Regions from separate parts of the Bicyclus anynana genome. Here region 2 is linked to region 1. Evidence: chromatin contacts called from public Hi-C data. All regions are on one chromosome and are shown on one strand. Each heading gives the region's core, a stretch centred on a gene start, on an enhancer-like site or on the middle of the called end of the contact. The rest is flanking DNA. Distances are from core to core; before and after follow the strand shown.

Evidence for each region. A called contact is a pair of places that touch in the nucleus more often than the background predicts.
Region 2: a Hi-C map of whole body shows a contact between it and region 1, with 4 times the contacts expected there. The contact joins two enhancer-like sites. A contact is called at or near these places in 2 of 2 Hi-C or Micro-C datasets (whole body and whole larva).

What each region holds. Positions count from the first base shown.
Region 1 is chr11:2,535,257-2,540,730 of ilBicAnyn1.1, forward strand. LOC112049547 (ribonuclease Z, mitochondrial) reads right to left here. Exons shown (of 16, transcript XM_024087482.2): 11 at 4,404-4,619; 12 at 3,761-3,903; 13 at 2,779-2,954; 14 at 1,892-2,084; 15 at 615-844. Among protein-coding and RNA genes, the nearest start is that of LOC128198476, 5.8 kb to the left of the region's middle. Within about 2 kb of position 1,990, at least 2 of the 8 cell types and tissues checked have open chromatin away from gene starts, as enhancers often do.
Region 2 is chr11:2,600,857-2,606,320 of ilBicAnyn1.1, forward strand. It overlaps LOC112049523, which reads left to right. Exons shown (of 18, transcript XM_024087455.2): 16 at 459-585; 17 at 1,484-1,594; 18 at 2,165-5,464. The coding sequence ends at 2,994. Among protein-coding and RNA genes, the nearest start is that of LOC112049533, 15 kb to the right of the region's middle. Within about 2 kb of position 2,540, at least 7 of the 8 cell types and tissues checked have open chromatin away from gene starts, as enhancers often do.

The DNA.
Region 1 (5,474 bases), core at 740-3,239:
GGAGAAGCTATAAAGGTTTTTTGTATGACGTTACGGGTATTATTTTGTGATAGAGGAAACACCTCGACCAGGTCGGACTTGGGACCTTGACACTCACCTCCCCTGCCCGACATGTTCTCCATGCCCACATTAAACAATTTACGACCAATAATTACAATAAAACATTATAGCACAAATTCACCAACGCAACTAGCAGCGTGACGGCGTGCACGCTGCCTAACAAACAACTAAGCTAAAGTCATTAAATACCCTCTTATTTATATCATTACTGTTGCAACAATTCTGTACAAATAATAATATAAATAATGAATGTTAATACAACGCATTAAACCTCGTAACACTTGTTAACTACGGAACCTTAAAAAGATATACCACACACCTGCATGTTGTCCAAGGCGATCCCGACGCTATTGTCGTTGAGTATGTGCGTTGAGGCGCGTACCGTTGACTGAAATGCGTCAGCACCGTGTACTTGACGTTCATGCGCTTCCCACTTTTCTACCTTTCTAGTAGTAATAGTCTCCGAGCTAAACTTCGGAAGGACAGACAGACATGACGAAACTAAAGGTTCCTTGTTGACTATACGGAACCCTAAAACACTATGTAACACACACCTGCATGTTGTCAAAGGCGATCCCGACGCTATTGTCGTTGAGTATGTGCGCGTTGAGGCGCGGCAGGCGCGCGTACCGCTGGCTGAAGTGCGTCAGCACCGTGTACTGCGCGCCCATGCGCTTGCCCACGTCGATGGCCTGCGACGTGGTCGAGTGCATCTTGATGCGCGCCTCGTCGGACAACTCGTCCTCCATTGTCGCTTCGTGGATTAGAAGCGTTGAGTCTTTACCTGGAATTTTATAAAAAAAACATCATCAGCTTTTGTATTTCGGTTTTTTTTTATTATCTACAAGTTAGATCTTGATTATGATAAATCTTTAAAAAAAAAGTTTGTTCAACAACAAAAGCTTTGTTGGTGTTTTGTTGTATCAGACACTGCATTAATAAATCATAATTTGTAATTCCATTCGTTTATTCTGTGAACTCCAGTAGATATAGTTGTCAGTCAATCGATATGATTATATTACGTAATATTCAGCAATTATTGAAATAATATTCTATTTCATAAAAAAAGAACACCTAAACAAATCATTGAATCATGAAGAAATCTTCTGAATTAAACCAAGTTCCTCCTGCAGCAAGTTCTATATTAGAAAAGGTAGTTAGGTACCGAAAGCTGTCCTACACAATGATAATTTTATACTAAAGATCTGTTACGTCCCCACAAAATACTCTCTCCATCACACTATGGAGGCACTCGTACAGTATATCCAAGGACGACTAAGAAAATCATCTCGGTGTACGGTGGCGATCAGACTTCATGTGTGATATCAAACAACACGTCGAAGTGATCACGTTGCTTGGTATACTAAATCTGATATGGACGACGCGTTTAGGCTGGGGCCAGTAATTTTCCTTTTCTTCAATTTACTCTCTCCATCTCCATTCTATCACAGAACAGCGAAGATGTAGAATACCCTTCCGGCTTATGTGTTTGTAAACACTTACCATTTGTACCCTTCAAGGCAAAAGTTAGTAGGCATCTTCAAGGCAAGCGCGCTCCAACCTAAACTTCTGTATTGCCTTCCATTAGGCCAGATTGTAGTCAATGCTCAAGTCTTCTTCTTCTTCCTTTGTCGCAACAACCTTTTGTGGCTCTCGGCCTCCTTAACCAATTTTCTTGTATGTTCTTATTATTGTGGTCAACATTGGTCAACATCTTATTCCATGCTGAATGCTTAGTCTAACATGGTTTACTTAACAAGTATTTAGTATTGAGAAGTATTATGTACATAGCGCAAGTGTATTCTGAATAAAAAAAAATTTCTTCACTCACCAATCTTAACAAGCTCGTCGCAAGGTATGGTGTCACCAGAGTACGTGACCTTGTAGGACTGGTTCACGTCTATCGCCACCCCGAAGGCGTTGGGGCAGTGTGACACGAGGCACGTCTTGATGTCTTGCACGCCCATGCTGGCCAGCACTGCTGACGTCAGCTCCGGGTTTGGGTTGTCGAAGTTTGACGCGAGCTGCAAAATAAGAATCATTTAAGCCCAGACTCAGACCGATTACTTATTATTAGACCTGCCTCGCTATAGATGACACTCCCATGATATGCGGGCGACGGGGGGATAGGACTGCGTGGGGTATGTAGTCCCCCCTCCCAGCCCGCGCGAACTATTGGGAGTGTTACGAACGAATTTGCCAAGCTATAGAGGTAAAAATATTATCATGATCAAATGTGTTCTTTATAATGACCAGACCAAAGCTTTAACTCCTGCTCCACGAGACATGGAAGCATAGAACTGTAACTTCACATCTCTGGCCGAGAATTTCTAGGAACAAAGAAAACCTCAATACTTACTACTACAAGCCTGATGCAGAACCTATTGAGCTGTACCTAAATGGGCTAGTTACTAAACTAAATACATTAAATTAGTTATTGTTATATACTTTTTGTATATTTGTTATAAATTAAATTACTTATATACTTATACTTTTTGTAGATTAGATTAGAATATATTACATAACGTTGTAGCTAAGAAACTAATGACATTACATATACTCTGAAAAAAAATTGTGAATGTTGTGAAAATCTTTTAAATAGTTAAGCATTGATATAACCTAAAATTGTAATTAAATGTAAGCATGATTTTAATGTATTAACGGTAGATTTTCCTAAATAAATAAATAAATAAATAAAGGGTTAGTTCTTGGACTTACCAAACTCTGATTAGGTATAAGTGTGAAGTCGTCTCGGATGGGCTCAAACTGGTGGTCATATATGGACAGCCACGTGACTATCTGCCCCGGAGCCAGCAGGTACACAGGCTTCATTGGCTTGTTTGACTCCAACTCTTCAAACGCCTGCCGTCGAGCTTGCAGTACTCCGATCAAACCTGCGCGTTAATGTTACCTCATCATTATCAACCCATATTCAGCTCACTGCTGAGCTCGAGTCTCCTTTTAGAATGAGAGGGGTTAGGCCAATAGTCCACTACGCTGGCCCAATGTGGATTGGCAGACTTCACACACGCATAGAACTGAGACAATTCTATGGTATGCAGGTTTCTTCACGGTGTTTTCCTTCACAGTTTGAGACACGTGATATTTAATTTCTTAAAATGCACACAACTGAAAAGTTGGAGGTCGGAATCGGAGGCAGAGGCAGAGGTCCTATCCACTGGACTATCACGGCTTGTAATGTTACCTAATACTAATAAATAATAAACAATACATAAGATATAGTGAGTCGTGATAGCTCAGTGGATATCTGCCGATATCAAAGTCTTTGCCGGTAGGGTGGTAACTTTGACGGCCTCCGTGGCGCAGTGGTATGCGTGGTGGATTGACAAAACGGAGGTCCTGGATTCGATCCCCGGCTGGGTCGATTGAGATTTTCTTCCAGGTCTGGCTGGTCGGCCGTGGCTAGTTACCACCCAACCGACAAAGAGGTATCGCGAAGCGATTTAGCGTTCCGTTATGATGTCGTGTAGAAACCGAAAAGGGGTGTATATTTTCATCCTCCTCCCAACAAGTTAGCCCGCTTCCATCTTAAACTGCATCATCACTTACCATCAGGTGACATTGTAGTCAAGGGCTTACTTGTAAATTATAAAAAAAAAAAAAACTAACCAGGGCCGCAGCCTCCCACCAGCCAGACCTGGACCAATTAATGATAGTATATAAATTAAATAATACAAACCAATATGGTGGTCGGCATGGAGATGCGATATGTAGATAGCTTTCAGCTTCCTCAGGAAGTGGTTGACTTGCTTGGTGCCGTAGAAGCGTACCAGCTGCCCGAACGTGCCCTCGCCACAGTCCAGCAGGATGGACCGGTGCTCACTGGAGATACATTCATGGATCAGTACAATATTACTTTTAAGATACAATATTAGTTTAAAAATAAAGATACATACTCGACATGTACAACAATAACGCTAGTGTTCCTCGTCTTGCTGGGTATGCAGGACCCGGTCCCCAGGAACACAAGTTAAAGTCAGTCTCGTTTAATGGATAAAGGTACATACTCGACATGTATCACAATGGCGCTAGTGTTCCTCATCTTGCTGGGTATGCAAGACCCAGTCCACAGAACACAAGTTAAAGTCAATCTTGTTTAATGGACAAAAGTACATACTCGACATGTATCACAATGGCGCTAGTGTTCCTTCTGGGTATGCAGGACCTGGTACCCAGGAACACAAGTAAAGTTTAATAAATAAAGGTACGTACTCGACATGTACACCAGCGGCCTAGTGTTCTTTGTCTTGGTGGGTATGCAGGACCCGGTGCCCAGGAAAACAAGTTAAAGTCAGTCTAGTTTAATGGATAAAGGTACATACTCGACATGTATCACAATGGCGCTAGTGTTCCTCGTCTTGCTGGGTATGCAGGACCCGGTTCCCAGGAACACCACCCGAGGATACTCCTCCGAGTTGCTCTTAGCGTAACGCGCGCTGTCCGCGAGGCTGCGGAACTTCTCCAAGCTGGCTACAAACCCATCCGCGCCCATTGTCTCTTGGATGTAGTCTTGTATGTGGAGCTTCGGCTCGGACGACCTGTGTACAATTAAACATCGTTACTACTCTACTACTCAACTATACTATAGCCGAATCCAGCAAATACCGTTTACTAACAAACCGTTGCTTAGCAACCAAAGACAGGCAGGTGTTGACTACCTATTGGTCTCTGTTAAAATATTATTAACATTGTGTACCTACTGGAAATTACTTAAAAATACTTGAAATTAATAAATGTGAGGGTTTTCAATTATATATTTGTATATATCTATACTAATATTATAAAGAGAAAAGATTTGATTGTTTGTATGTAATGCATAGGCTCCAGAAGTACAGAAGCAATTTGAAAATTCGTTCACTGTTAAGAAGATACAGATAGAGGTGTATAAGTAGAATAAGACAGGGATTGAGTCAAAAGTCAGCCATTGATTACATAGGTACGTTTCGTTCTACGACACCAGCGTTGAATAAAACTTTTTAATTTAGTAAGGTATAACCAATATAATACGTCATCAACCCATATTCACGTCATCAACCCATATTCGGCTCACTGCTGAGCTCGAGTCTCCTCTCAGAATGAGAGGGGCTAGGCCAATAGCACGCTGCTCCAATGCGGATTGGCAGACTTAACACACATAGAGAATTAAGAAAATTCTCTGTTATATAAGTTTCGTCACGATGTTTTAATTCACCATTTGAGACACGTGATATTTAATTTCTTAAAATGCACACAAGTGAAAAGTTGGAAGTGCATGCCCCAGACAGGATTGGAACCTACACCTTCCGGAATCGGAGGCAAAGGTCATAATTATCCACTGGGCTATCACGGCTACAACCCTACTGTAATTAAATTAATGCGTAGCGCGAAATCTATAAAATGTACATCAATTAATA
Region 2 (5,464 bases), core at 1,290-3,789, 66 kb after region 1:
TTCCATCAGACATAATTGTAATAAAGCTCAGACGAATTATAAAGAGCTCCCTAAAAATGCGTGCTTGTGTAGTTTAATAGCATAGAATATATCAAATTTAAAAAAAAACAGTATCTAAAAAGAATCGATTCTCCAGCCGGAAGAGCAAAACATCGATCAAGTAATCAAATATTCTGTTCGTTTGTTAGTCTGTTAAAATTACTCATCTAAAATTAGTTTTATATTGCGAATGGAATTTCTCGATGTGTGTAGTTTAAGGACATAATATGTTTATTGGTGTTAAATATTTACGATGTGCGAGTTTAACCCGTCCCCATCAAAAAACGACAGTAATTTTTGTTGGTGAATTTGGGTGCGATACAAGTCCACAGGTATTTGGTCTAAGTAGTCAAGTGCAAGTCTAATGACCAAGAAAAAAATATTAAGTAATTTCAAACAGTTGTAACTGCATGAAACAGGACAGCAAGAAGCGCGTGGTGTTCAAGCGGCAGAAGTACCACTGCGTGTACGAGTACCCGCGCGAGGCGGCCGACGTGGACGCCGACTCGCCCGCCGCCTACCTGCCCGACTTCTCCACATACTCAGGTAGGACGTAATCAGTGGCGTGTACAACGTGTTTAACTAGGATATGCACTCATCAACTTCATCATCTTCTTCATTATTAACAGACGTAAGCCTCTTGCATGGATTTCCAAACAAAACGGTCTTGAGCCGCCAGCATCCCTGCAACCCGCTTGATGTCCTCAGTCCACCTAGTGGGGAGTCGACCAACACTGCGTTTTCTAGGGGGTCGCCATTCCAGCACTTAGGGACCCCAACGTCCATCGGCTCTTCAAACTGTGTTGTCCTGCCCATTGTCACTTTAGCTATGCGACTCGCTGAGCTACGTCAGTGACTTTGGTTCTTATGCGGATCTCCTCATTCCTGATTCGATATAGAATAGATATAAAGAAACTCCAAGCACTATACGTAAAAATTGTAAAGAAATGTAAAATTCCTTCTCGAACACATATTTGTAGTGATTCTAAGAAATGCATGCCAATGATCATAATGTTCATGAAAAATCAATACTTTATGAGTCATGACACAGTCGCAGGCTGACACACTGAGCTAGAGTCGGTCAATGAAAGTACATTAAAGACATTCGTTGGGTCAGACGATCTGCAGACAACGTCAACCGTAGCTTAAGCAGATCCTTTGATTTGGACGCAGAAACCCGACATGCAACCGGTGGCAAGACTTTGTGGCTACGTCGGCTTTTTAGTCTTTCTTCGATTCTTATCTCGCGCCATATCAACACCCACAAATTTTCTCAGCGTATCATCTTCATCAGGGTATCTGATTACTTGGATACTTTCAGGATCTGATTATTTGGATACTTTCAGGGGAGGGATGACTCCCTCCCTTGTGTGTCAAACGCCAGTAATGAGTGTTATCGCCAATGTTGAGGCTCAATGAAATAACTAAAGTAATTTCACCGCAGAATGGGATCCGACGAGTGCGGAAGAGGCGGAACTCGGCTACGGGCAGCTGTTCGGCGCGCCCAGCCCGCTCGACATGTTCCCGCTCCGAGCCGGCATCGCTATCGGCGCAGGTTTGTGTGCTCACTGTTACACCTCGGCTAAGGGCAGAATATATTATATTCTTGCCTACAAGTATCTCTGAAACTATCGAACTCTCGAAGACTCGCCGGGGGTCTACATTGATGTAACATAAAAATAGGGGTTCACGATGCGTAAGGGGGGGTCTACGAAAATTTATCTGGTTTCATACCGAATGGGGGGTTTTCTAAATAAAATAATTTGGAATTGATTGCTTCCTTGTGTTCTGATATCAAAAATTAAAGTTGGCTGAAATAAATTTTTGCCTGGACAATTTTACTTTTTGTCATACACTCACAGCACAATCAATTAATTAATTAACTTATTAAGTAATCAATTCTCACTATTTTTTTTAACTGATTATTTCGTGATGGCATTTGATACAGCTAAACACATTTTTTCGAGTCGAGTTTTGGATAGAAATTTAGCAGGGGTCCACCGGAACCAGTAAAATGTGAAAGTGGTTTATGAGAAAAAAAAATTGGGAACCTCTGCTGTATATAGTTAAAATGGTGGTCTAGCAGTTTATATTCAAAGTGCACTTTGTTTTTGACTGTCCACAGATTACGACGAAGACTTCTTCATATCGTCGTCGGCGCGGCCGTTCGAGAGCCTCGGCGTGATGTCGTCGGCGAGCCAGTTCTTCCCCGGCGCGCACATCAAGCCGCTCGCCCGCGACCTCGCCGACGAGCTCGACGACTTCCCGCCGCCGCCATCGCCGCTGCCGACGCCAACGTACGTCCCCAGCAGGGCCCCATCCCTAGACTTCACCACCCCGGACTCGGGCGTAGAGGACATCACCCCGGGATCCATCACGGACGACGATTTTAAAGCCAAAAAAATGCTAGATTCCGAGTCGACGCAGTGCTGGAGGTCGGTGGACAGCACCAGTTCCAGCGAGTCGGTGAGCCCGAGCTCTCCAGGGGGGGAGTCCCTGGGTGGGCTTCGTCACACGCGGGACAAGCTCAAGCTGGATCTACCCCCCAGTCCGCACATCCCCTCCCCGCGACACAACCGTGTGTTCAACTTCGTGCTCGACAAACCCAAGCGGAGAGACGAGAAGCCCGCCGAGGTGGGCACGACCCCCCTCGTGATGACGGACGAGACGCCGATCATAACGATGTCGCTGCCTCTGCCCAAGGATTGTGATGATGCTATCCCCGAACCGACGTTCTCCACTTTCGGCAAAGGGTCGACGAGCAAAGCGACAAACGCGGACGAAAAGATCGTCCTCACGGATGAAGACAACGTTGAAGTGAAGGAGGAGACATCCACGAAGGTGGAGCCCGTCAAAGGGGAGGGAACCGTCCTGGACAGCGGGGACGAGGACTCCGGGATAGAGAGCAGCTCGAAGGCCACTCTCGAGCGGAACAAAACACCGAATATCTCTTAAGTAGATCAAACGTGTAGATGTAGATTTCTTATTGTATATAATATAAGTAGATGTGTATTTGGCGACTTTTTTGCGCGCCATTTGTCAAAGTAAAATCAACTTAATGGTGTTTGTTTCAAAACTCATTTTCGTTTACACATTCATATCATTATTCAATAATGCAATCTTATGCAGTGGATACAGATTCGTGGTTCGTTTATTTATATGCACGTGAAAAAGTCGCCGAGTGCGAAGGCTTGAAGTCCGAGGCGTTGAGGCTTCGGTTTTTGTACGTACTGCGGAGTGATACGAGCATGGGTCGAAAATTTGTAGATTATTACATATTTAAATAAATGAAAAATATTAATGAATGAAATGAATATGTTGAATACTCAATTTGTGACGTAATAAAGTCAGTATAACAAATCAGCGTGAACGCATTAATAATTACATGATGCGTATATCAAGATCCATTTCACATCGAAATCGGTAGTTTTAAGCGCGAAATTTAGTATCATAAAAAAGGTTTTCACAATTTTCAGATCATTTACTTGTGTGTCACATAATAGGGTAGTTGACTCACATCAAATTTAATATACACAATATTAATTTCCTACATGGAACAATGGTCCGATATATAAAGAGATTGTAATTAATAAAAGTTAAGTTTTTCAAATTTTTCAAAAGTTAAAAACGCCGTCGTCCATTTTGTGACGTCACAATGTTACTTGATGTATTAAACGTCAAACTAACCAAACGCTCCGTTTGGTAAAGGATTCGTTAACGTGACGTCATGAAAGAGTTAAAATATAGCCCATCATGGCCGACAGCGTTTTGGCTCGTATTGTCAAAAAAAATATTTTATAATTAAAATTTTCGCAACGCAACGATTCTTATGGAGTAAACTTCAAAAAGTGTCAACTAGCCTATTATGTGATACTATCGTATGTAAAGCTAAATAAAGCGCTTACATCGCTGGAAGTGTCAACTCGTCCGCTCCGCTCGCGTCGAGCCATACATTTGAATACGTTGGCCGTAGTGTGTCGATGCCATTGTACTCGTAAGTTTACATACCGTCTTATTGGTTAAGTGTTCGATATTATAGTATTAAAATTTTTTATTATTTTGCATGACATTTTTTATACATATCGGAATTCAATTATTTTTTTTTTAATTTATATCTTCAAATACAGTGAAATTATTCATAATGCAATGTTTGATTTAAAGTGAACATCGCGAGGTGTTTCGACAGAGACGTATTATGGTACAAATAACCGTGAACGGTATATATTATGTAGATATAGCGCTTTGATTATTGTAATGATTACTGTAGGATCGTCGAACGCCCCCGAAGCGGCCTACTCAGGGCCTGTAGCCAAGTAGCGCGTCGATTCTCTTTCTACGATCGCTATCGCTTCGAAAACTAGAAAAAATGTATAGAAATGACAGACCTTGATCACGTCCTGTCGATAGCAAATGTCATATACATGTTATTGAAACAAAAACTAAAGTTGTTGCTCTGTAAAGATAAATTTATTTGTTTTGAACATCGCAAGTCATCTTGGCAAATACAACTTATTTTTACACTCATGGTACAAACAACTATTATTTACTAACCTGTAAAGAGTTTTATAAAACAACATTAAAAGCTATTGCTTCAAATATTCTTTCACACTCATAGTTATAATTATTTCCAATAAAATCACTAATGCTTTACTTGTACAAAAACCTCGAGAATTTTCTTCTAAGATGAATTTTATAATGAACATAGAGTAAAAAGTGCGGCCACCACAGATAATACTTTGACGTATGTCTAAACAGTATTGCGTGGGAAATTCAATCGGAAGCTACATTTACATGCATTTTTGAATTTGGAAGCCTTTGCGTTCGTAGAAAGAGAATCGACTTTCCACTTGGCTACAGGCCCAGTTTTTATACAGCTGTAGGAAACAACTTTTTAATATTTGCTAGACTCTCGTAAGTAATGTTTTTATTATTTCATAATATAATTATAGTAATATATGTAGGCGTAGAATATCGTAATTATGTAAAACTATGTGTCGGATACATGTGCAAATCAAATGTCGCAATTTGAATCTATACTAATATTATAAAGCTGACGAGTTTGTTTGTTTGTTTGAACGCGATAATCTCAGGAACTACTGGTCCGATTTGAATTTTTTTTTTCAGTGTTAGATAGCCCATTTATCGAGGGCTGCTATATGCTGTATATTATCCCCGTATTCCTACGGGAACGGGAACCACGCGGGTGAAACCGCGCGGCGTCAGCTAGTTCATTTTGCGGAGTTGCATTGCAGTCATTATTTAGCGTTAGATGTTAGATATTTTAATGATAAAAAAAACTCGTTTTATTTATACATTTTTAATGATATTTATACTTTGATACATATTGTCTATTTATCTTGATATTTGTACACTCGATGTCTATTTGTGACGTGTATCTGAACACGCGTATCAATTGTCGAAATTA